Regions from separate parts of the Mus musculus genome. Here regions 1, 2 and 4 are each linked to region 3. A link is a contact called in public Hi-C and HiCAR-type data. All regions are on one chromosome and are shown on one strand. Each heading gives the region's core, a stretch centred on a gene start, on an enhancer-like site or on the middle of the called end of the contact. The rest is flanking DNA. Distances are from core to core; before and after follow the strand shown.

The links. A called contact is a pair of places that touch in the nucleus more often than the background predicts. HiCAR-type assays count read pairs that join an accessible place to other places.
Region 1: a contact with region 3 is called in a Hi-C map of bone marrow-derived macrophages, with 34 read pairs. The contact joins the promoter of A530001N23Rik here to the enhancer-like site in region 3. A contact is called at or near these places in 6 of 484 Hi-C or Micro-C datasets (bone marrow-derived macrophages, cerebral cortex, embryonic fibroblasts and 3 more) and 8 of 115 datasets of contacts at active chromatin or transcription factors (bone marrow-derived macrophages, embryonic basal ganglia, embryonic stem cells and 5 more).
Region 2: a contact with region 3 is called in a HiCAR-type map of kidney, with 3 times the contacts expected there. The contact joins two enhancer-like sites. A contact is called at or near these places in 8 of 484 Hi-C or Micro-C datasets (the N1E-115 cell line, bone marrow-derived macrophages and embryonic stem cells), 4 of 115 datasets of contacts at active chromatin or transcription factors (embryonic stem cells, extraembryonic endoderm stem cells, kidney and 1 more) and 1 of 9 other capture datasets (embryonic stem cells).
Region 4: a contact with region 3 is called in a HiCAR-type map of kidney, with 3 times the contacts expected there. The contact joins two enhancer-like sites. A contact is called at or near these places in 3 of 484 Hi-C or Micro-C datasets (bone marrow-derived macrophages and liver), 7 of 115 datasets of contacts at active chromatin or transcription factors (T-cell acute lymphoblastic leukemia, embryonic basal ganglia, embryonic limb bud and 4 more) and 1 of 9 other capture datasets (embryonic stem cells).

What each region holds. Positions count from the first base shown.
Region 1 is chr13:60,506,128-60,511,851 of GRCm38.p6, reverse strand. A530001N23Rik (a long non-coding RNA gene) reads left to right here and starts at 3,012. Exons shown (of 6, transcript XR_873556.3): 1 at 3,012-3,110.
Region 2 is chr13:60,553,633-60,559,448 of GRCm38.p6, reverse strand. No RefSeq gene overlaps it. Among named protein-coding and RNA genes, the nearest start is that of Dapk1, 45 kb to the left of the region's middle. Within about 2 kb of position 2,283, at least 7 of the 459 cell types and tissues checked have an H3K27ac peak or open chromatin away from gene starts, as enhancers often do. A contact at or near this core is called in kidney, where this site is marked.
Region 3 is chr13:60,735,868-60,741,560 of GRCm38.p6, reverse strand. Dapk1 (death associated protein kinase 1) reads right to left here. Exons shown (of 26, transcript NM_029653.3): 18 at 5,219-5,317; 19 at 1,429-1,506. Among named protein-coding and RNA genes, the nearest start is that of BC051665, 48 kb to the left of the region's middle. Within about 2 kb of position 3,495, at least 245 of the 459 cell types and tissues checked have an H3K27ac peak or open chromatin away from gene starts, as enhancers often do. A contact at or near this core is called in bone marrow-derived macrophages, cerebral cortex, heart atrium and 4 more, where this site is marked.
Region 4 is chr13:60,572,915-60,579,226 of GRCm38.p6, reverse strand. No RefSeq gene overlaps it. Among named protein-coding and RNA genes, the nearest start is that of Dapk1, 26 kb to the left of the region's middle. Within about 2 kb of position 4,931, at least 13 of the 459 cell types and tissues checked have an H3K27ac peak or open chromatin away from gene starts, as enhancers often do. A contact at or near this core is called in kidney and liver, where this site is marked.

The sequences.
Region 1 (5,724 bases), core at 1,763-4,262, 230 kb after region 3:
CCCGATACACAGTGAGGGATGTGAGCAGGAGGAGGTGGAGAGGGACTTGATTTCTTGGGAGCAGGAGAGCATGTGTGGGTTGGAATCCATAACCACGAATGTGAGTAGAGCTGTCACAGAGCTGCTGCGACTGGGGAAGGCCAGAGGTTCTAGAGAGGGGGCAGAGGCAGGAGTGAGGTGGACAGCCAGGTAGAAACCCAGGGAAGGGCTGTGAACTCCAGCTTCAAATTAAGATCTATGCAGTGTGAATAGCACTGGTGGCATGTGCAGGATGAACACTGGGGCTAGTGATTGTCAGGATGTGAGCAATCTCAGAAAAGACAGGAAGGTGACCAGCTACGATGTGGCCATGAGGTGCAAGCTATGTAACACGCCCGGTCAGGAATCTAGTCCACTTTTCTTGCTCTTTTATAGTAAGTAGAAGTGTCAGGATGATACTATAGAGACTGATCCTCAAGGGCGGCACGGGGTGATGTGCTGTTGGAACCGAGCTGTCCTGCCCGAAGAAAGCCCAGAGCACACAGAGACCCACATGTAGATGCCCTGGCCAGCAGCCCAGCTGAATATCCAAGACCACAGCTGGTATCACTGCTAGAAGGCTCCATGAGACAGCCACAGCATGAGTACTCTCAGTGGGGGCTGGCTATTCTCCCATCTCCCCTTCCCCACTCCCTTTCCTTCCTCCTTGACCAAAATCATAGCAGTCTTATACGCTGCTGGGTTTGGGCTTCCTCAGAAGCAGGTACAGGAATAGGCAAAGGAAGCTGTAACTGATGGCAGAGCTTTGGAAACTTATAGAGAGCCCTTTAATTCCCTCTTATCGTTCTGTTACTTTCCCTTTCAGCTCACTGGTTTCTATAGGAAAATACACCAATGTACAAGAGAGATGGGGCTGTCACCATTGAGACAGCCCGGAAGGAGACTTTATCAACAGCCTCCAAGGTCAGGTTAGGGAGCCGATATTTCAAGACGACCCGTATCACCCCGCATCCTCATAGGGCAGCTCTCCAGTAAGGGTCGGGTCATAGGCAGCTCGTAGGCATTCTACTTTAGTTTTTAAACACATTCTGATTTGTGCGCTCTTGGTGCGGTTCTCCACATGACTATTGGACTCCGGGTCGGGTTGTGGGTATCACTCGGCAGTGTGCAAACATGTGGGGGAGGTTTGTGTGTGTGAGAGGAGCCTTCTAGATAGCAAGGGCAAGAGAAAAAGCGAGACCAAGGCTGGAAGGAGAAATGGTAATTAACTCCCATTGTACCCTGTGTCAAGCTATTATTCTAACATAATGTATATTTTACCTCGTGAGTAGGAATCGGGATTTTTGTTCAAAACCACTTTTCTTATTTTAAATGGTGAATTTTATGTATCATTAAATCCATTCTTGTATAAAATCAGAGCTATTTTAAGTTTTTTTTTTTAATTTTTTTATTTCTTCCTGAGTTCTGAGGAAAGGGAGAACTGAACACCAGCAACATCTTTTTAGAACACTGGTTCTCAACCTTCCTAAAGCTGTGACCCTTTTGTATAGTTCCTCATGCTGTGGTGACCACCCTCAACCATAAAATTATTTTCATTGCTACTCCATAAATTTGCTACTGTTTGAAACAGAATGTAAACATCTCTGTTTCCTGATGGTCATCGGTGACTTGTGAAAGGGTCATTCAACCCCAAAGGGGTCGGGACACACAGGTTGAGAACTGCTGTTCTTGAAGCACCAAGCCATGGAGGGAGGTGCTAGCAGCACAGGATGTTTGAGAAGAGCGGACTAGGGGCTGCAGAACTGGCTCTGCTGTCAGGAACACTCGCTGTTCTCGAGGAGGACCCAGATTCAGTTCCTAGCACCCACACAGCAGCTCACAACAATCCATAGCTTCAGTTGGAGGGATCAAATGTCATCTGACCTTGCCAGGCACTGTACTCTATGGTCCACACAAACCTTCACAGGCAAACAAACACACATACACCTAAATGGATGCTTTTTTTTTTTTTTTTAAGTGAAAGCGGAACAGATTAGCTCCCTCTTTCCCAGGCCCCTTTTCATCGTACCTCATTGACAGATTCTACCAGGCAAGGATAGACTGTGTATGGGGCCCTAGTATGCCTGCATTGGTGCTAAGCACATGGGGGGGGGGGGGGTGTTTCTGATCATTATTTCCTCAAATCGTCAGTATGGCAACTTTTTTGCACAGAGTTTACGTTGCATTTGGTATTGAAGGTAACTTAGAGAGTACACTGGAAAGTCAGGGTCGGGGGGAGGGCATATGAGGATTCTTCACCATCCTAGGAGGCATGTTAATGATCTCAAATTTTGGTATCTGTGGGGAGCCTTGGAACACACACATACACACACACACACACACACACACACACCGTATCAACCAGCTGGAGAGATGTCTTGGAAACAATTCTAAAAGCTAGCTGTTACACACGGTTCTGTGACCACCTGTGCCTTTCACCCCTTATTTCTTTTCTTTTCTTTGCTTGTTTGTTTGTTTGTTTTGTTTTGTTTTTTGCATGTCTGTCTCATCGCCTCTTCGGGTGGTTTCTATGTTGTCACAGAAGAGATGCGTCCACGGAATTAAATGGAGAGAGTCTGATGTAGATATCATTTACTAAGATCTTTAATCAATATTTTCTGATTCAAGTTTTTGTAAAGGCCACGCAAGAGACGTTTTATCATAGCCTTCCCTTGATCATGTGATCGTCAAAGAGCTGAGAGGGCTGGCAACTCGATGAAGGGCATACAGCTGGCAGAAGGCTGAGCCAAGATTTGCATCTGATTCTAGAGCTCGTGTTCCACCCATTGGTCATAGGCCAAACACTGCTGTCTTTCCTTTGTAAATTGTTTCTTTCTATATATTTGTCTATTATTGAGGTATCTATTCTAATTATGAGATTACTGGAGTAATGATCTCATGGCCCAGTGACCCATTATGGTTTGCAATGAAGTGCACTTAAATCCTTCACCCAATAGAAAGCTCAGCATCTCCTGAGACCCTGCCTTCTAGGGAGCTCTCAAGGCAGCTGGGCAGGAAGCTGGGTAAGCCTTCGTGCCTCCTGGCAGAGCCTGCACCTCGTCGGAAACGGAACAGCACGGTTCAGATTTGGGGTGAGCACTTTTCCTTAACAGCTATATCAGGGCTTAATTGATCTTGTCTTATTGGTCACCAGTTGCAATCGGTTAGATTCGGATCCTTCACATGGAAATCCTATGGAGCCTGGTCTTCAGAAACAAACAAACAAACGAACAAACGAAACCAAAACAAGAAAGCCCAAGACAATTAAAAGTCTAAGATAGAAAGTGGGGATTTCCAAGTGTCCCACCAGAATTGGATTGACATTCACATATCTGAGCTCCTCTGCCCGTTCCCACAACAATTAGTAGCTATTTACTGTGTTGTGTGATATTTTTATGGTTCTCTTAAAATCTGTTTCAGGCTTAGGTTCAGACTGGTTTCCAAGGACTTGCCTAACCTCTGCAGTTTGTGGATGATTGTGTAATACTGACTTGGTCACGATTGTGAAATAATATGAAATATTAGCCAAATATTTCTTTTCTTTTTTTTTAAATAAATAACTTGCCCTAATTAAGGGCTTTCAAGTTTTTTAAGCTCACTATGAATTAGAATCATCTGGGAAGCCGAACAGGCTCGCCCTATGCCCTCAGCCCAGATGGAATCCATCAGTGCTTCTGGGACCTGTCTGAGCATCTTGTTTGTGTGGGATTTTCGTGCAAAGGATACAAAGGCAAAGAGTAAAGAGAAATATTGGGGTTTGAGTTTGAACAGGCTGGCAGAGCAGAGGAGAGGACGCAGACAGGAGATCCATCACGAGACAGTCTGAGGGGGCAGTGGGGGAACTCAGAGGGCAAAGGAGAAAGCCAGAGAGAAATGATGAAGACAAATGATGAAGACTACTTATCTCAGGCTCCTGGAGAGTCTCCTAGACTAATGCGCACAAACTCGTGCTTCTGAGATTAGTGGCCACATAGAACACTGGATAGCTTTACAGATGTCTTTATGGTGTGATAGATATAGAATGTCTGCCTCCACTGTCCTCCTTTGCCCAAATCCTTGACACTTCATTCAACTCCCCAGAGCGTAGATGACATTCTTAGCAAGCAAGCAAGGGAGGGAAGGAGAGTCCTGAGTTTTGGTGGTGGGAAGGGAATGTTCAGAAGAGAAAACAGGCCTCCAGCATTTGCTTACTCTGTGAATTTTGATGAATGTCTCTATCAAGATTATTTAATGCCCAGCAAAGTGGAGTGAGAAACTGTAGAGACCATATCTAGAGGTTAGGCAAGGCCCCTGGTTAGGGGATGGGGCCATCCACTCATCTCCAAATTTTTAACCCAGAATTGTTCCTGTCTAAAGGAAATACAGGGGCAAAGTGTGGAGCAGAGGCTGAAGGAAAGGTCATCCAGAGACTGTCCCACCAGGGGATCCATCCATATACAGACACCAAACCTAGTAACTATTGCTGATACCAGGAAGTGCTTGCTAACAGGAGCCTGATATAGCTCTTTCCTGAGAGGCTCTGCCAGAGCTTGACAAATACAGATGTTGATGCCCAAAACCAACGATTGGACTGAGCAAGGGGACCCCAATGGAGGAGTTAGGGAAAGGACTAAAGGAGCTGAAGGTGTTTGAAACCCCATAAGAAGAACAACAGTGTCAACCAACCAGACCCCCCCCCCCCAGAGCTCCCAGTGACTAAACCACCAACCAAAGAGTATGCATGGAGGAACCCATGGCTCCAGCTGCACCTGTAGCAGAGGGAGGCCTTATCTAATCAATGGGAGGAGAGGCCCTTGGTCCTGTGAAGGCTGGTACCTCAGTGTAGGGGATGCCATGGAAGAGAGATGAGAGTGCGTGGGTGGATGGGAAGGGGAGCACCCTCATAGAAGCAGAGGGAGGGGAGGTGGGATAGGGGGTTTGAGGAAGGGAAACCAGAAAAGGGGATAACATTTGAAATGTAAATAAATAAAATATCCAATAAAAAATGGACAAAAAGACTACTTAAAAACATTTAATTTTATTTTTATGTGCACAACTGTACATATGTGCACCGTGTGCATAACAAATGTTTACAAGCTGCTATCCTGGTGTGGGAAACTGAACCCTGGTCTTCTGCAAGAGCAGCAAGTGTTCTTAGCCACTCAGCCATCTCTCCAGCTGCAGGATTTTTTTTTTTAAAAACTAGTTCTTATTAGCTTTTTTTTGGAGTTTTCGAAACAGGGTTTCTCTGTGTAGCCCTGGCTGTCCTGGAACTCACTCTGTAGATCAGGCTAGCCTCGAACTCAGAAATCCACCTGCCTCTGCCTCCCAAGTGCTTTAAGTGTTCTTCAATCTTTAAACATTTGAAAACCTTTTGAAGACCTAGTAGCTTTAAGAGTTTTGACTCCTCATTCTCTTGATCTTTGACCACTAAAGAAACATATGTCTCCATAGCTGCAAATTCTGTCTGCATTTCAGTTCGTTTAGAATGGGTTCTTATCGCTTCTCCACCTTTTGGCTAAGATCAAGTGTGGAATGGATTCTTAATTTTACCCATTAAAAGGTACTTCATCATTAAACCATTATACTTACATTCTTAACAAGTTTCTGAACCTTCCCTTTATGACTTTGATGATCTCATCCATCTTCTATGTTCCCCATTCATTTTTACTTGTCTTGAATGATATCTGCTTCAGAACAATTGCTGGTCTACTTCAGTAAGCCATC
Region 2 (5,816 bases), core at 1,034-3,533, 180 kb after region 3:
CTGGTTGCCATGCCCCTGACCCCTGATGGGCTGTCACTCTTGGAACCGTGAGCCAGGATAATCTTTCTTCATTCATTACTTTTGGTCAAGGTGTTTTATCACAGCAATAGAAAAGTAACGCGTACAGTTAGGGTGGGATTTCCATACTAGTTGATGGTGAAGAGGCTGGGACAGTCTTAAGCAGAGTAAGAGAGAAAGACAAACACCATGAGGTCATCCAAGCATAGAACACAACAGCATCCCATGTATCTTTTTGGGTAAACCGTAACTAAGTGTATCCTTGCTGCACAACAAGGTTGACAGTTTAGTTGTTATTCAGCCAATTTTAGGTTGCTGCTAGGGATCTATTGTTTGGGAAATCAGTTTTTCAAAAGATCTGCACCTGAGCATCTAGGACTTGGGGTAGAGAAACTGACACAGAGGTTTTCTGGGTCAGCTTGGATCCCTCTTCCTGAGACACAAATGACCCTCTCAAGAGTACCTGCTTTCCCTTGCAGGCTGCACGCATGCATCTTTCCAGACACTCTCCATGACACTTGAGGTTAAACAAAGGCAGATGCCTGGATCCTGAGGGACAGTGTGGCTGACTCCTCAACATTGGGATATTTGGACTACAGATGACTCTTTGTCCATACTCATTGGTGTGGTCTTAGAACTTTTTCCTGTCTGACTTCCTTGGTAAATACCTTCAAGGACCTTTGTTCATCTTCCTTTCAGGAAAAGCATAGCAAAATAACCAAGAGGAATCCATTTGCCACAGGAAGACTTGTTCCATCTGGAGGATGAAACAAATACTGACTTCACTTTTCAACTCGATCCTCCCAGAGTCCGTATGACTAACACCCTGGACAGTGACAACCTGTTGCCAATTGTGCCCTCCCCCAGCCTTGAGCAGACTGGCTCAGACCTTGTTTGCCAAGGTTGCTAGCTCACCTAGTGTGGAGTCTTCCGACCTAGGTAAAGTCTTTTGTCTGCCACATCTGCAGCTTCCTGCAAGAAGCTATTTTCTGAGCAGCTGAGCTTGCTTTCCTGAAGAGATCCTGACAAAGTCACCAACGAGGTCCTGACATAGTGGGGGATGGGTTTCCCCCCTTTAAAAATCAGACCCTAGAATTAAAGTTGAGCCCTGATCAGAGAACTTTGTCTTGGCTTGCTATTTCTCTCGCTGTTCTTCCCATCTATCCCCAGCTTTCCTTTCAGGAACCCAGGAACCCGTGGCCGCTGGCAGCTACAGCCAATGACTGCTAGGAAGTATATTTAGATAACTAAACGGGACCTCCATGAACAGCAGATGGCATTTGCCTCTTTCCTTTCCTATTTAAAACAAGGCTTTCTTAGCAGAGGTGATATTAGGACTAGTGAAGGGGAAAACATTTTTTGGAAACATCCCAGATCAATGTTTTAGAGAGAAAAGTAGATAAAAATAAATAAAACTGTGTCTTATTCTGATTTCCAAGTAAAAGGTTGAGTTGAGATTTAAAAAAAAAAAAATACTTATAAGCTCTTCAGGTCTCCATCAACATAAGTGTTGATTAGCTGGATGTGGTAGACCATGCCTGTGATTGGACCTTGTGAGAAGCTGGGGCAGGGGACCAGGAGTTCATGATCAGCCTTGGCTATCTAAGACCTTGTCTCAAAAAACAAAAATCAGACAAAAACTGAATGCCGATGTAGCAAGTAGCAAGGGAAACAAGGGAGGGGGTTCCTGATGTTTGCTGGTGCTCAGCCTCTCTCTTAATTGATTAGTTAGCTTTTCATTGTTGCCAATGAGGCTGATGACATTAACTGGTCATGCAGGATTGGTATGTGAAACTAAGGGACTCCCTGGCCATCTTCCTAAGGAGACACTAAGTAGCTTTCAGGATATACCTAAATTAGACTAATTTAATCTGAAATAACCATGGGCAAAAGAACAATTATATGCAAAGTTATATAAATCTTCATATAAATTCGTAGCTCTCAGACCTGGAATCCCTTGAGATTTGCATTTTTTCAACCTTAATATAGAACATAAATTTGTCCCTAATTTATATTCTCAAAGACTCTGATTGAAGAATTCTTCATTATTAATTCAGGAAAAGCCAAGACCACACATGTATATTAATGGGTAGGCAATTATTTAATTGCTAAATAATTTTCCACCTCATGCTTTAATTATGCATTTTATTGGCAGGTAGCTTTTAGGAAGAGCTTTCTGAAAACAAGGCTGCACTCATTGGCTACATTTAACAGAGCAAGGAGCCATGGGAGCAGAAGCAAAGAAAGGCTCAAGGTCACAGAGGCAAGGTGGATACAGAACTCACAGCCCCCAGGGTGAACCTCTCCATGGTGGCTGGTTCTGCTTGTTGCCTGGGAACCAGAATGCTCCCTCACCCAACAGCATCATCTTTGCAGAGCAAGCTATTACCAGTGTAGACTTTTTAAGTGAAAATTCTTGTTAAACCAGTTCTCCAAATTCTGTATATAGACAAAAGTTCTCATAAGCAATCCTACTCTGAGGAGATTCAGTTCTACCTCAAGGTTTGAAAACTGAATTGCAAGAATGAGCTTAAGGTCAGTTATGTCTCCCACTCCCCATTTTTGCAGTGGTTTGAAAATTTTTATTTTTAAAAGATGACATCAGACAGGTGTTCTCCTCCTGTGAGAAGCAGGAACTGAAGGACTTTGGTACAGAATCACCTACAATAATTATTTACTAAATTCCAGTACTACTTTCAGAATCCCACTTTAAACATTGGCCCCAGGGCACACACCTTTAATCCTAGCACTTGGGAGGTAGAAGTGGGACAATCAGAGGTTCAAGGTCACCTTCAACATTTAGTGAGTTCTAGACTAGCCTGGACTATGTGAGACCTTGTCCAAAAAAATAAATAGTGGCCTCTCCATGAGATAGCTTTCCTTTATAGCAATGATATTAAGAAGGTTAGATTTGGGCTCCTTCCCTTTCCATTCCTCCCCCTCCTGCCCTCTTCCTATTTCTCTCTCTTTTCTTCCTTCCTTCCCTCCCTCCCTCTCTTTTTTCCTTCCTTCCTTCCTTCCTTCCTTCCTTCCTTCCTTCCTTCCTTCCTTCCTTCTTCCTCCCTCCTTCCTTCCTTTCTTCTTCCTGCCTTCCTTTCTTCCTTCTTTCTTTCTTTCTTTCCTTCCTCCCTTCCTTCCTTCCTTCCTTCCTTCCTTCCTTCCTTCCTTCCTTCCTTCCTTCCTTCCTTCCATCCTTCCTTCCTTCTGTCTGTCCATCTGTCTGTCTGATGTAGCCAAGGATGATGCTGAATGGCTCATCCTCCTGTTTCCACCTCCTGAGTATTGGCATTATTGCATGTGGGGTTCTAACCCAGGGCATCCCACATGCTAGGCTCTCACCCTATTAACCAAGCTACAACCCTGGCCCTCCTTGAAATTATACTTTTATTATTTTTTTCAGATTATAATATAATTACATCATTTCCCTTTCCTGTCTCTAACCCCTTCAATATAAATCTTCCCTCCTTTCTGTCTTTCAAATTCATGGCCACTTTTTCATTAATTGTTATGTGCATGTGAGTATATGTATATATGTATTCCTAAGTACATCCTGCTTGGTCTGTATAATGTTACTTTTATGGAGTTTTTCAGTACTGACCGTTTGGTACTGGATAACTAGTTGGTGTGCTCTTCCCTGGGAAAGACTATTTCTCCTGCTCTTGGCACACTTTAGTTACCCACAGTTATTTGTACAGCGTTGAGGTTTCCTGCACTGTTGAGGCCGGCCAGCGGCTCACATGTGGGTTCAAGCCTGGAAGGCATCTTGGAATCTGGAAGAAAAGAGGGAATCTAGGCGGCGGGAGAAAGGATGGAGCTAGGACAAGATTCTGATCAAAGCTTAATTTTAATATTCGGAAACATGGGGTTATAAAGAAGGGGGAGGGGCCCATTCCTGCCAAATCATCTTCGGAGTCCAGCTGCAGGTGACCACGTGACTACTCTGGAACATTTAGGCGGCAGATAGCAGCAGTGGGAGTGGCAGAACGATAGGGTGGCAGGCTCCACCCCCGATGATCTCCTGGTGATAACAGTCAAGCCGGATCAGCCTGATTTCGGGCTGGGGGGAGGGGGTGGGGGCGAGGTTACACTGCACCTCCTTGAAGCATTTGCTGTTATTGTTTTGCTGGTGTTAGCAGCGTGGTGGATGCATGGACCAAATGGGTAATATGCAAGGACCACTTCAGAGATGAGTTCATGACTAATGCCAGGCACTCAGAGTCATCCCAAGGGGAAGGAGAGACACCATCAGGCAGATCTGTGCAGAAAGTGTGCTGTGTGTCCATCCCTAAGGTCCCGAGGATCGCCTTGCTTCTTACCTTCCTTAAATTTCATAGCTGGATCAAACAGCATGTCCATTCCTCTTCCATGTTCCAATTTCCAAGTCTGTGAGTTCTAGTCCCGGTTGCAAGAGAATTCTCAGGCTCCACTGTAATGTCCAAGGATGAATCACAGTGCTCAGTTTGAAGAAGTTCCTACTAGTGTTTTGGGATAACTAGACATTCTAAATATTTCTAATTAATACAGAGTTTTAGATTTTGTCCCCATCATTCTCATATCAAAAACAAAGACTGGCTGGGCTGGAGCTCAGTGGTGGAGTACACATTTAGTGTGTTTGGAGGGGAGGGTTTGATCCTACCCCCCCCCCCCCCCACACACACAAATGAGTAGATGATTTACAACCTTGACCGTACCTCCCATCCCAATCTCTATTAGTCAGATTAGATATACAAGGCTGGAGAGATGGCTCAGCTGTTAAGAGCACTGACTGACTGCTCTTCTGAAGGTCCTGAGTTCAAATTCCAGCAACCACATGGTGGCTCACAACCATCCATCAAGAGATTTGACGCCCTCTTCTGGAGTGTCTGAAGACAGCTACAGTGTGCTTACATATAATAAATAAATAAATAAATAAATAAATAAATAAATAAATAAATAAATCTATCTTTAAAAAGAAAACAGGTTAGATAAACAGTGTGTGGAATTTCCAAACAAATATTTCACTCGCAGAGCTCAGCAGTTGAGGAATGCCTGTCCCAGCTATCTGGTAGGCTTTCGAAATTGGCCAAATCAGACTTCTCCTCAACTCCTAGTCACAGTAGGCCATTCTGGGTAGAAGAGACTTCCTCCTCTCCCCACTGAGGTAACAGTGACAAAAATAACAAAAGAAGAGGTTTTTTTTTTTTTAGGTACATGGAAGATTTCCTAGAAAAGTACTGCTACCCTACAGAATGGGAACCCTGGAAAGGAGTAAGAGAGAGAGGGGGAGGGGGAGAAGGGAAGGGGAGAGGGGGAGGGGGAGGGGGAGAGAGAGGGAGAAAGTTAGGCCTTAGAGGAGTGGTGAGCTCTGGGGATGTAACTCTGACCCAGCCTAGTGGAAGATAAGGGCCATTTTGGCAAAGGTCATTTATGTAAACTGGTCTTGGTGCCGGACTTTCTGTCTCCAGTGAGAAGGTTGATTGTCTTCCTCCTGATGAGGGACAGCTGAAAAGGGGCGTTGGCATGAAAGGAAATTTATGCCCGATTTAAGGCAAACAATTCCTGTATCTGCTATTTTATAGTTGTTTTCAGCTCAAAATAGTCCTCATACTAAGAGTGCCACAGGGAGCAGTGCGCCTTCTAATTCCCTTTACAGTCAAAAGCTCAGAGTCCCGTGATCTTCAGGAGCACGGTTCAGGAATATTCACACGCTCTCCTGAAGGCTTCCCCGGCTCCATGTGCTGAAGACTCACACTCAGAAGACTCACACTCAGAAGACTCACACTCAGAAGACTCACACTCAGAAGACTCACACTCAGAAG
Region 3 (5,693 bases), core at 2,246-4,745:
CTGGGGATGTAAAATGTCAGTGCCAGTCACAGAAGTTCAGGGCCCCCACCGCATTTGCAATGGTCCATTCTAAAAATGCTCTTCAGGGTGCTGTGCCAAGCACAAAGGAAGCCACTCGGTGCTCAGTGTGTACAGGTGCTGTTCTCAAGACGTCTTTCGGGGCTCATTACCATTCTCTGAGCTGGCACCTCGTCCCATGGGTCGGATGCAGATGCTAAGGCACAGAGCTGATGAGCAATGGGCCAGTTCATCCAGCAAGAGTTTTATGGGGCATCCAGGCTACCTAGGCTTATTAGTTCTTGTTAACTTTATATAAATTATAGTCACCTCAGAAGAGGGACCCTCGATTGAGGAATTGCCTCCATTAAACTGACATGTGAGGCATTTTCTCCATCCATTTGGGAGAGTCCAGCCCTCTATGCTGCCCCTGAGCAGGTAGTCTGGGGTTTTATAAGAAAGCAGGCTGAGCAAGCCACAGGGAAAAAACCAGCAAGCAGCACCTCTCCATGCTACGAATGTAAGTCAAGTCTCCCTGAATACTCCATAAGCTCGCTCTCTACCAACTGAGCTACATCCCCAGATCCAGGGTAAGGGTTAAAATGTATCCTTCTGCTTCAGCCTAGAAACTCATGTACTTACTATCTCTTTGTAAGTATTTCTAAAAGCCAAACAATACCCGTTTTCTATGACAACTCCCTACACATAAATATTGGTAACCCGACTGTCTAACTTTTGCTACTACATTTTAAATAGAACTTCAGTGAACATCTTTGTGTGTTAACAAACAGATAGATACCTTAGCCAAAATGGTTTGGGTTTTTTTTTTTAGTCTCTTGATATATCATGTGGGTTGTAAATCGTTCACCTGTGTTTACTTATTTTTCTGTTTTTATAAACTCTACAGTGCTGTGATTTGATAAACAGGAGATTAACTGATACCTGAAAACTCAAAACAAAATAGGAGAAGGGACACCACTAGTGTTCTTCCCCATCCGCTGTGGGGGTGGTGGCACAGAGAGGGCTGGGTAAACAAAACCAGCACAGCGGTGGGAAGAGCATCAAACTAGTTTGTGTGTCTGTCCATGCATGGCCTGCATGCCTGGTGCTCGAAGAGGCCAGCAGGGGGTGCTGGGTATCTTGTAAATACAGGGCTTACAAATGAGCTACCGTGTAGGTGCTAGGAATTGAACCCTGGTTCTCTGCAAGAGCAACCATTGCACGTAACCACTGAGCCCATCCCTCCAGCCCGAAAATTTGTCTTTACAACAACTGTAGAAGAAACCCCTTAGACATTTATGTGTGTGTGCCAACTGACAGGACAAGGAAAGATGATCTTCCTAAACCTACGTCCAATGTCTCCTTCTAGTAAGGAAAACACCAAGAACTTCTCACATAAGAACAATCTGAGGACCTCCGGTGAAGGCTCACCTTCCGCAGTCTTGCCAGGAGCCCTGCCACATGCTCGTGCTGTTCTGCCTTGGCGAGGTCCTCGGCCGTCTTTCCATCCTGTAGGAAACAGATGATCAGTGTCACAGAGCTGCACGGGACCTCAACATGCTAGTTCAGCGAAGAAATGGGAGGCACAGCAGGGTCAAAAGAAAGTTGGACAAACTCTAAGTCCTGGCCTGTTTTCTCATCTAAGGAAACCTTATTTTATTTGGTGGCTCAGGAAGGAAAAATGACAGAGCAAGAAATGCAGTAGTGTCCTGAGGTGTCAACAGAAAGATGCTGAGTGCATAGACTCAGAGCTTACTCATTCTCCTCTGACTATCCCATCCCCGATGGAACTTCTGTCTCTATGGCAGCAGTCTACTCTTTCAGTTCTCACACATACAAACCTGGTCCTCGCTCTACACCGTGGCTGGTAACTACTGTACCTTCCAAAGGACGCTTAGTCTAGCACAGGTTGATTTAAGGTGGCTGAAAAAACACAAAGCAGAGACCTAAGGGCCCACAGCACTGTGACATTTACTGTTTGATTAGAGACTTTTCATGGAGCTGTGGTTTCATATGAAGGGACCTACTCTTATGTCTATACCATGAACATGCACATCTCCTGAGAACGTTCCGGTCCAAGCCTGATCAAGTTCGCAGCGGATCACATGAACTGCATGATATCACAGTCCCTTGTGGGGACAGGAGCTGTGGCTATGTCCCCTCTACACTAAGGGAGATAGATACCACTGTTCAGCTAAAGTATTATACAGCCCTAAAATTCAATCTTCAAAAAAAATGAAGACACCTTTTTAAGAGAAGAAAAAAAGTCTATGGTCTCATTATCTGCATTTGTAATAAGTCATCCCATGAAGAGTTGGGACATCTTGTCTACCTGCCAACCTCCCAGTTCCTCCACTCAAGTTGCTCTTGAGATACATATGGGGCCTCTCTGGACCAGCAAATCTTAATCTTGGCCCTGCTGGACTATGTCATTCTCTGCTGTGGAAAGCCATTATCAGCCTTATACAATGTGAATAACACCTCTGTGGTCTACCAAGGCACTGGTGATATTCCTCAACCTCCAGCTTAAAAATCAACCACGTCTCCAGATAAGTCCACGTGTCTTCTGGGGACAAAATTGCCAAGCTGTGAATGAATGCTCTCTCCAGGCTGAAACTCTGGCTCAGGTGTGTGTTCCACCCCATTCTTATTATGTATCCTAAAGTCCTGAGATGGATCCAACAGGCAAGCTAGAACTTCTCCTTTGCTCTGGACCGAACTGAGTTCCTTACTAGACACTGTACCTCCAACTAAGAGTTCCCATCAAACCGTCTCATGGCTTCATGGGGTGCCTTTAAGGCATTGAGGAAGAGGTGCAGAATAAAAAAAGCAGCTCCTAAAAGGTGACTAGAGTCTCTGCAGAGTTGGTGGTAGAGGAGAAGCCAGGAGCGCTCAGAATATAAAGGTGACACTAGGGGGTGCTGTGGTGCCACATGCTATCTGTACAGTCATCTCAGAAGCCAGAAAAAAGTTACGGCTCTGGCTGGCTGTCCCACAGGGCAGCATCCGCAGGGACGGGTCTGAAATGTGATTCTGAAAAGACGGCTGTCAGTACAGAACGTACAAGGCACTAAAAACTCCGTACCGATAAGAGAATATGAGAAATATTAATATTCTCAAATTCCTCCTGTTGAAATGAGATTTCACACGCATTGCTGAAAGCCGTTTCGTCTGCTGCTTCTTTAATGCGACTGCTAGAAAATTCAGAAGGACAGACATGCTTTGGCCTTTGTCTCTAAGTGATGTCCCCGGTCCACGGTTATCCCACTCCTCACAAAAAGTCATCACTGCTGAAAGAGGAGGATGCTTGCTTCCCCTGCTAGGAGGCCAGATGCCTACCAGGCTTGCTTACTGATGGGAGCCTCTCAGTTCTGCTTCTAGCATGATCCCTGTAATCTGTACAAGAGTGGGTGGTCACCAAGCTCAGGCCTCCTAACCTAATGCTTTTCACGAGCCACGCCCACTTCCTGACTACTCAGCTGCCAGACTGCACGAGCCACGCCCATTTCCTGACTGCTCAGCTGAGGCAGCAGAGAAGTCAGCTTCACCCACCTCCCAGTCCCCACCCTTATCTGACATCACTCTTGCTCCACCCCCTGCCTACTGATGGTCAAGACTCTTTGATCAGTGCCCCTCTCTCATTTTCTAGAAGTTTCTCTGTGTGGGGCATCTATCTGAGTAAATGACAAGGCTAAGCACAGACAGGAAACACTCATGAGTCTCTCTAGAAGCTGAAAGAGGTGGGAGACGGGAAGGCAGTATAAGCAGGGTGTGGCGGGAGCAGAGAAGACAGCCACTGCGGGAAAGAGTGGGGGGTGGGGGTGGGAGGGGCATGGGCTCACAGAGCAACACAAAGGGACCAGAGACTGCACACACATCTGGATCCAACAGCTGATAGCATCTTCAGAGTCACCCTGGTTTTTATTTTCCCACAAGGCATCATCTGATATATATACACACATATTATACAATAGATATATAATATATAATAAATATAAAAATGCATGTGATGTGTTACTGCAGGATAGCTAACCTGTGGGTAAAGGTTAATGAAGGCACCTCAGGCCTAAAATGTCCTGTGTGGCAGGGGTAAATAAGCATCCTGAGAAATGTGTGCATTCCCTGCACACACTGCTCATATCTGTGCCTGCAGAGACCAGTACTGCACAGAACAGGCCCGTTACATCTTGAGAGTTAACGGTACTGCAAAGACCTACACACAGACAGGGACACACACACACACACACACACACTCTGGAGGACCATGCCAGGCATCTGGGCCTCAGCAGCATGGATAGCCAAAGACAATGCTATATAAATGGATGAGCATAGCTGTGCCTCAGCGAAATTTCATTTACCAAAACAAATGGCAGGCTAGATGGAGCTCTAAGGGCCAGCTCGGTTAAGACTTTGAAGATCTCCAAGAACCTCAGAGCCTTAGGTAAGGTGCAACATCAAACACCATGTGCTCTCCTTCAAGACTGTCGATAAAGTTCAGATCTTCGAATGTCAAGACCACACACACACACAAGTAATTAACCCACCTTAGGCCCAGCAACATATCAAGCAATAGTTCATGGCTACAACTGAACTGCCACTTCACCTTGTTGGCCAAACTCTTATCTATGGTGTTTATTTTATGAAATATGAAGCAAACGGTTTCTTCTGAGGAGTGGGGGAAGGGGGAAGGGCAGCGCTAAGCCTGAAATGAGAAGCCAGAGGAATGGACTATGTCTTACTTAGAAATAATTTTCAATCCCAGCAGCAAAGGCGGACTCTAAACAGTAGACACCAGCCCTTTGCCTCCAGGCTGTTCATGACCCCCCAAGACCACACAGGGGATCCAGCTCCTCCCACAGGGCACTGGGCCTCTTGTACCCTGGGGCCAACGGGAAGCACTTATGAAAGAGAAATCCATACGTGGAATAGAAAGCTAAGAGGCACTGTTGTGTAACACGGTAAACAAAAGGCCAGTGTGAACCAGCGGGTCGCTGGCGGAGCGGGGCTGGCGAGATGAGAAAGGATGAAACATTAACTAGATATTAAACTAGGTCTGTGTGGGCAAATGTTTATGTAACTGCAGTAGAGGGTTAGAGCTTAATAGCAGCCTGTCTGCTTTAGAATGCAGTTGCCAGGCAATACCTTTCTCCCTGTGCCCTTGAGGCACAAGAAGTTTCCATGGCTCTCTGAGGCCAGACACCTGCCCCTGCCTGGTACTCACCGAGGTTAGAGCCTCCACATTGGCGCCCATCAAACAGAGGTAGCGGACCACATCTAGGATCCCGTTGTTGGCTGCAAGGTGGAGAGGAGTCCGACCATACTGGAAAGAGAAAAAAAATACCACAAGCATTCTCATGGCTGCTATCTGTGAAAGCTGGTAGTTCACAGCCATCGTTGGGGAGAAACGGTATTACATAAGGGGACTGGGACCAACAGAACTAAACAAGAGGTTCTAGCTCCCACTGAGGCAGGTCTGCCAGATAGTTTTTCAAGTACTTTGAAGTTGAAAGTCTAGCTCCAAATTCACCTTCAAAGGATGAATGAGAAGGTTAGCCACAGGATAACCAAGTTTCCCGCTGGGCTGGCAGAGAGCGAGGCAAGAGTGTGAGCGCCCAGACACCCATGTGTATCTGCACCACACCGTTCATATTCATGCACCAGGGAGAGAGAAGGAAGGGAGCTGCCAAGGGCACTCT
Region 4 (6,312 bases), core at 3,682-6,181, 160 kb after region 3:
AACCTGGATCACTAATTGAGAAAATGCCTTACAGCTGTATCTCATGGAGGCATTTCCTCAAGGGAGGCTCCTTTCTCTGTGATAAGTCCAGTTTGTGTTGAGTTGACACACAAAACCAGCCAGTACAATACTTAAACAAAATAATTGGATTATTTATTACCTCAATATTTTATTCTTTGTGGTTCAAAATTAATGTCCTGCAAAGGTTCATGTGGCTATTAACTGCTTGGTCACCAGCCTGGGAACCTATTGAAACTTGAGAATCTGAAACCTGAAGGGGGAATTAGGTCATTGGGGGTGTGACCTTGAAGCAGAGTTGAGGTTCTGACTTCTCTCTGTTCCCACCTTAGGTGAGGTGAGCACGTTCCTCCTTTGCTTCTCCATCAAGGTCTGAAGCACAATCAACTGATGACAGACCAAAACTTCAGCCACGTGTGGAAACCAATAGGAAAAAAAAAAAGGCTTTCTTCCTGTTGAACATTAACTGTCTGGGGCATTTTGCCACAGTGATGGATGCGGACTGACACCTATCCTTAAATTACTGGCAATGTCTGCACTACTTTAATTCCAGAGGGAAGAAGAAAGATAGTACATGGACTTGAAGCTCCAGCAATGGGAGGTTATGGGATAGTTGGCACAAGTTTTCCACATAAAACCAAGGCCTTGTCCTGAAACAGAGACATGCTTTTACGGGATCAGGCTGGCACCTCCACATTCAGAGCCCCGGCAGCCATTTCCCTTTCCAGTTGGCTTACTGTCTCTGTCTTACTTGCCTTGATCCACCCTGCTTAATGCAATCACTCAGGAGCCTGTCCTGATTGAGTTCAAATTAGAGCCAGGCTGAATTAACATCCCCAAATGGAGTCATGATAATCTGGTCCCCGTGATGGGATTTATTCTTAGAGTAGATTCTTCATGAAAGCCTTTGGCTGCTGTGATTTCAGGTTTATGTATATCAGAGACAACCCAGAGTCAAGTGTTGATTCAGCCATGGCGGGTGTCTGTATGGTAATGGAGAAACTGTCAGAGGAATTTCTCTCCACATCCACCCAGGTTAATATACAGGAAAATGCAGGACAGGGAAGATATCCAACTGAGCAACACTGTAAAAGAATTATTTTGTTTTACATTGATAAACGATCATTGTGCATATGTATGGGGTACAGTCTGGAAGAAATGGTATTGAGAGTAAGTGTCCCTGGTTATTCCCTGCAAGAGAGAGGAGGGTTCATAATTGGGTCTATGATGTAATGACAACAGACAAAAGGAGACTAACTATACAAATATATTCTATTCCTGGAAACCTCACAGAAGAGAAAAGCAGATAGTTCGAAACTCAGTAAGATTTAGGAGACGTGGAGAGATGTGGCACCTCAAAAAACAGCCAGTGGCTTCCAGGAAAGAGGAAAGGCTCCTGAAAAGAAGAGAGGCTCTGTGCACCACACACTGCTGCACTCTTGAACTTGACACAGCTGCTTGCCTATACAAGATCTTCATGAAACAAAGCCCAACCACACTGTGTCTTGGGAAGGGGAGGGGCTTGTGGAAGCCACTGGTATGAAGCCCGTGTTCCTGTAAATAAAAGCTTAATGGAACCATTGAGCCACAGAGTAAGTAAATATCTGTATCTGCATCATCTATATCTGGATCTGGACAAGTTGAGAAGAAGAGAAAAACAGGATTATCAGTTGACAGAAAAAAGAGGAAGTAAAGTATGTGTATGAATATTGAAGTACATTTTGGGCCAGATATGGTGTTGCATGCCTTTAATCACAGCACTCAGGAAGCAGAGGCAGGTGGATCTCTCTGAGTTCAACACAAGTTAAGTCTATGGTGAGTTCCAGGCCAGTCAGAGCTACATGGCAAGACCCTATGTGAAAAATCCAAAATAAAATTAAATTGAAAAATGAAAAGCAGACATGCCCAAAATGTTATGGTGAAATATCACAGTGTCTAATGAATACAGGCTAAAGAGATGATAGCTTTGGCAAGTGTGACTCTGTGTACTGCTGACTCTAGCTCCCCTCTCAGTTGCCCATCATTGATGAGTGCCAGAGGAGGGGGCCCATGGCAGCAAGCTCCTTTTAGAGTGTCTGTTTTTGGGTAGATCAAATAGTGTGTGTTTGTTGTTTGCCAAATGATCTGAGCTAAAATTCGCCACCACAGGAATGGCCTTGCAGCGCACACCTACAATCCCAGCCCTGAGAGGCCCAGGAGGAGGGGCCTGAAATTACATAAAAGCCGGTTCTATCCCTCATTCTACCCTGTGGGTCCTAGGACAGAATTGTGTTTCCAGGATTGGCACTAAGCACCTTCACCCAGTGAGCCATCTAGCCTGCCCTTTGAAAGGCAAGATAATAAAGCAAAACTCAATTAAGCTAAAATCTGCTTTTTTGTTTTGTTTGGACTTTACTCTTTGGTATCTGACTCTGAGACAAGGGACTGAGGTACACATTTTATGTATCAAAGCAGACCTGGCCATCGTGTTCTCCTAACATCCCTCAGACCTACCTGTACCCTGCCCCCAACCCTGAACTTTCCAGCCCAGAGGCTGCCCTTCCTCCTCTAATATAATCCGGACATTTTGGTCCCATCCCCCACACACATCCCTATCCCTCTCTCCATCTCTCCCTCTCCCCTCTTTCTTTCACTTTCTTTCCTTCTCTCTCTGCACACACACTTTTTTCTCTCTCTTCCCCCTCTCCTCTCTCTTTCCCTTCCCATGCTGACCTCCATTCTTAGGGTCAGCAAACTCACCCACCAGAGAGCAGCCTACCAATAAACCTGCATTTAATATGATCTAATCTGGTTTGAATTGGCTCATTTCACCAGCTTTGGCTTTGGGGCAAAGCTTTTCCTAAGTGTTTGAACTTCTATTGAGTGGTCTCCAGTTGATCTTTGCCTCCTGGATGGACATTCTGACATCTTCATGGGGACCACACTCAGGAAGCAGACACAGCTAGAGCAGGCTGTTCAGGGCTGGCATATGAATACCTTGGCAGACCATTCTCCTTCCTGGCCTCGGGTCAGGCGGGCCTCATATTAGAGACCCAGTATTTGTATGCAAGGATGCTTCTTCCTGGATGTGGGCTGTCAATCACGGTAAAAACAACCATACTTTAGATAGCAATAGGTATTCAGGTGAATAAACCTGATGAATTTAAATTAAATATCAAACAACAGCGAGGCAGTAAACATTGATCTTCCCTTAGACTAGTTGTATTTTCTATGGAGTGGTCCAGTTGGAAGGGGATAAATTTTGTGTTTCTTTGTAGATAATCTCTCATGACCCATGGTGTTCTGAATATACTAACGTGGGGGCTAATTGCATACGGTCAAAATGGCCTCAGGACTTGATGCTGAAGTTGCTCAGAAAAGTGTTTCATGTTTTTGTGGAACTCAAGGAGTCACAGAAAATATTCACATTCAAATAAAATAAAGTAAGCCGGGCATGGTGGCGCACACCTTTAGTCCCAGCACTCGGGAGGAAGAGGCAGGTAGATTTCTGAGTTTAAGGCCAGCCTAGTCTACAAAGTGAGTTCAAGGACAGCCAGGGCTACACAGAGAAACCCTGTCTGGAAAAACCAAAAATAAATAAATAAATAAATAAATAAATAAATAAATAATAAAATAAATAAAGCTGAAAGTGGGGGCGCTGGAGAGATGGCTCAGTGGTTAAGAGCACTTACTGCTCTTCCAGAGGTCCTGAGTTCCCAGCAATGACATGGTGGCTCACAACCATCTCTAATGGGATCCGATGCCCTCTTCTACATCTGAAGAGAATGACAGTGTACTCACATACATAAAATAAATAAATAAATAAATCTTTTTTGAAAAGGAAAGAATAAATAGATAAATAGGTAGATGATAAATAAATAAATAAATAAATAAATAAATAAATAAAGCTGAAAGTGTTGCTAACTTCAAATTTCACCTAAACAGAGCTTTGGTCTGCTCTTACAGAACCAACAAATCCCGACAGGAAGGAGAATATCCAGTCCTGGGTATGTTGTGCTTCCTTCTCTTTCGGGTTTTGTTTTATTTTGGTGCTGTGCGTGAAACCCTGGGCATCTAGTGCCTGATAGGCAACTGTCTACCACAGAGCCACAACCTTAGCCTGTTTTACATAATTCTTCCAAGTCAGAAAGCTAGGAGGGCCAAAGGCAGACACAAAACAAAGAAATTCCTCACTATTTGTGGATGATAGAGGGTAGGGGTTTTAGCATTTTAGTGATTGTTGGGCAGGGGTTCAGGGTGCTAACTCAGAAAGCTAACTACCCTTTGCCACACCTGCCTTGGGGAATTCAACTCTGGGAGTTTAGCTGCTTAGGGAACTACTGAGCTGTATAAGGCCTGGTGGTCCCACTGGTATCTGTGATCTAACTCTCAGCCCACTACTGGCTCTCTGTGACTTCTTTAGCTTTCAGAGTCATGTTCATATGTTCTCTCTTATGTGTATGTGTGTGCGTGTGTGCATGGACATGTGCATTGCTAGGAAGTAGGGATTCACACACACACCATATAAGTACTCTAACACGTGCCTCCTAGAAACTTGACCTGAAATGGTAGAACCTTCTACAGCAAAGGTCAGACGTCTGCTAGCCCTATGAACTCTGACTTTCCACAAATCTCGGCTTTGTTGTTATAAGAGATACTGCACGTAGCCACGATCCTTGCTTAAGCCTTTCCCAAGTTGCAGGCTTGACTAATCCTGTCTGGTAGGCTGGAGGTGAGAGGTGAATCACCTGAGATTTCCATCAAGCCTTTTTTTTTGTGGTAGAAAGAGAGGAAGAGATGTTGGGTCTCCATTGCCTGGCCTTGATGCTGGCACAAGTGACTGAATGTGACCCAATGAGTGATGTTTTCTTCAGAGGTCAGCGCCCTGAAGAGCTTGGGCCCTCCTCTGGTGTCTGGGACCAGCAAGGGCAAACTTGGCTCGATGGAGAAGAGAAAAATCTGAGAAGAGGAGCATGCTGGGGTGGAACATGATTCAGACCAATCCCGTGAAGTTCCAACGAAGTTTCTGATTCCTAGATTCTTAGAAATCTTGCACAAGAGTACGTAAACAAATGTGGATTGGGTTTTAACACGGAACATTTCTGGCTGGCTGTCATTGTAAGGAAAATTTCAGACATACACGTGACTTGCAGAGGGGTGTTGTTTGGGGAAAACCTTGTAATTAGATCCAAACCCTTGACAAGCACCAGCACAGGACTGTAATTTCAAGTGTCAATGCCACACACGGTCTGAATCATGTTCCACTGTGTGTTCTCTTCAAGGTTTGTCTCGCCCTACAAAAGCCAAAAAGATCATTGGTTGTCCAAAATAGTCACCTTAATTTGCTGGAAGGAAAAACCAGTTTGTGGATCAAGTAGGGAAATAAAACGATTTGGTCAGGAAGCTCCCTGCCCCAATTCCCTTTCCTGTAAGAGGACGGGGTTAAATCCAGGGAAGTTACAAATTTACTGATTGGCAACATATTCTCCAGGGGTTGCTGGGTGTGTGTGTGTGTGTGTGTGTGTGTGAAGGGGACAGGTGCCAGGTTAAGGCTCAGTTAACACTGTTTCCTTTTAGTTTTGTCTGCATTCAAAGGACTTGTTACATTTACATATTAGAACCTACACCAGGAAAATTTGTCATGTTTTAAAAAGTGGGAATGTCTCTATTGTTTTCCTGATGTCAGCTTTCTGGTTCTAAATATTGGTAAAACAGAATTTAATCATTTATTTTTTTAAAGGCTTATTTCTTTATTATGCATACAGCATTATGCCTGCATGTATGCCTGCATGCCAGAAGAGAGTGCCAGGTCCCATTATAAATGGTTATGACCCACCATATTGCTGGGAATTGAATTCAGAACCATTGGAAGAGCCCAGTGCTCTTAACCTCTGAGCCATCTCTCCAGTCCAAAACATAGAACTTATAAAACAGCAGTCACTCACAAGCATTCTCTCCCAGTAGCAGCCACGGCCTCGGTCCCCTGGTGGGATATGAGCACCCATTCACATTTACTCCCCTGTTACATCCATAGAAATCACACCATCAGGTTTGGTTCCTGCAGGTTAGGTGCACGCTTTTCCATGTCAATAGGAAATCTATGCATGTAAAGAGACTGCCCAACCTAGGCATTCATCCCATCTTCAGACACCCCTCCCCTATTGTGGATACCAAGAAGCCCTTGCTGATAGGAGCCTGGTATAGCTGTTCCCTGAGAGGTTCTACCAGAGCCTGACCAATACAGATGCAGATACTCATAGGCAACCATCGGACTGAGCCTGGGGAGCCCAATGGAAGAGCTAGGGGAAGGACTGA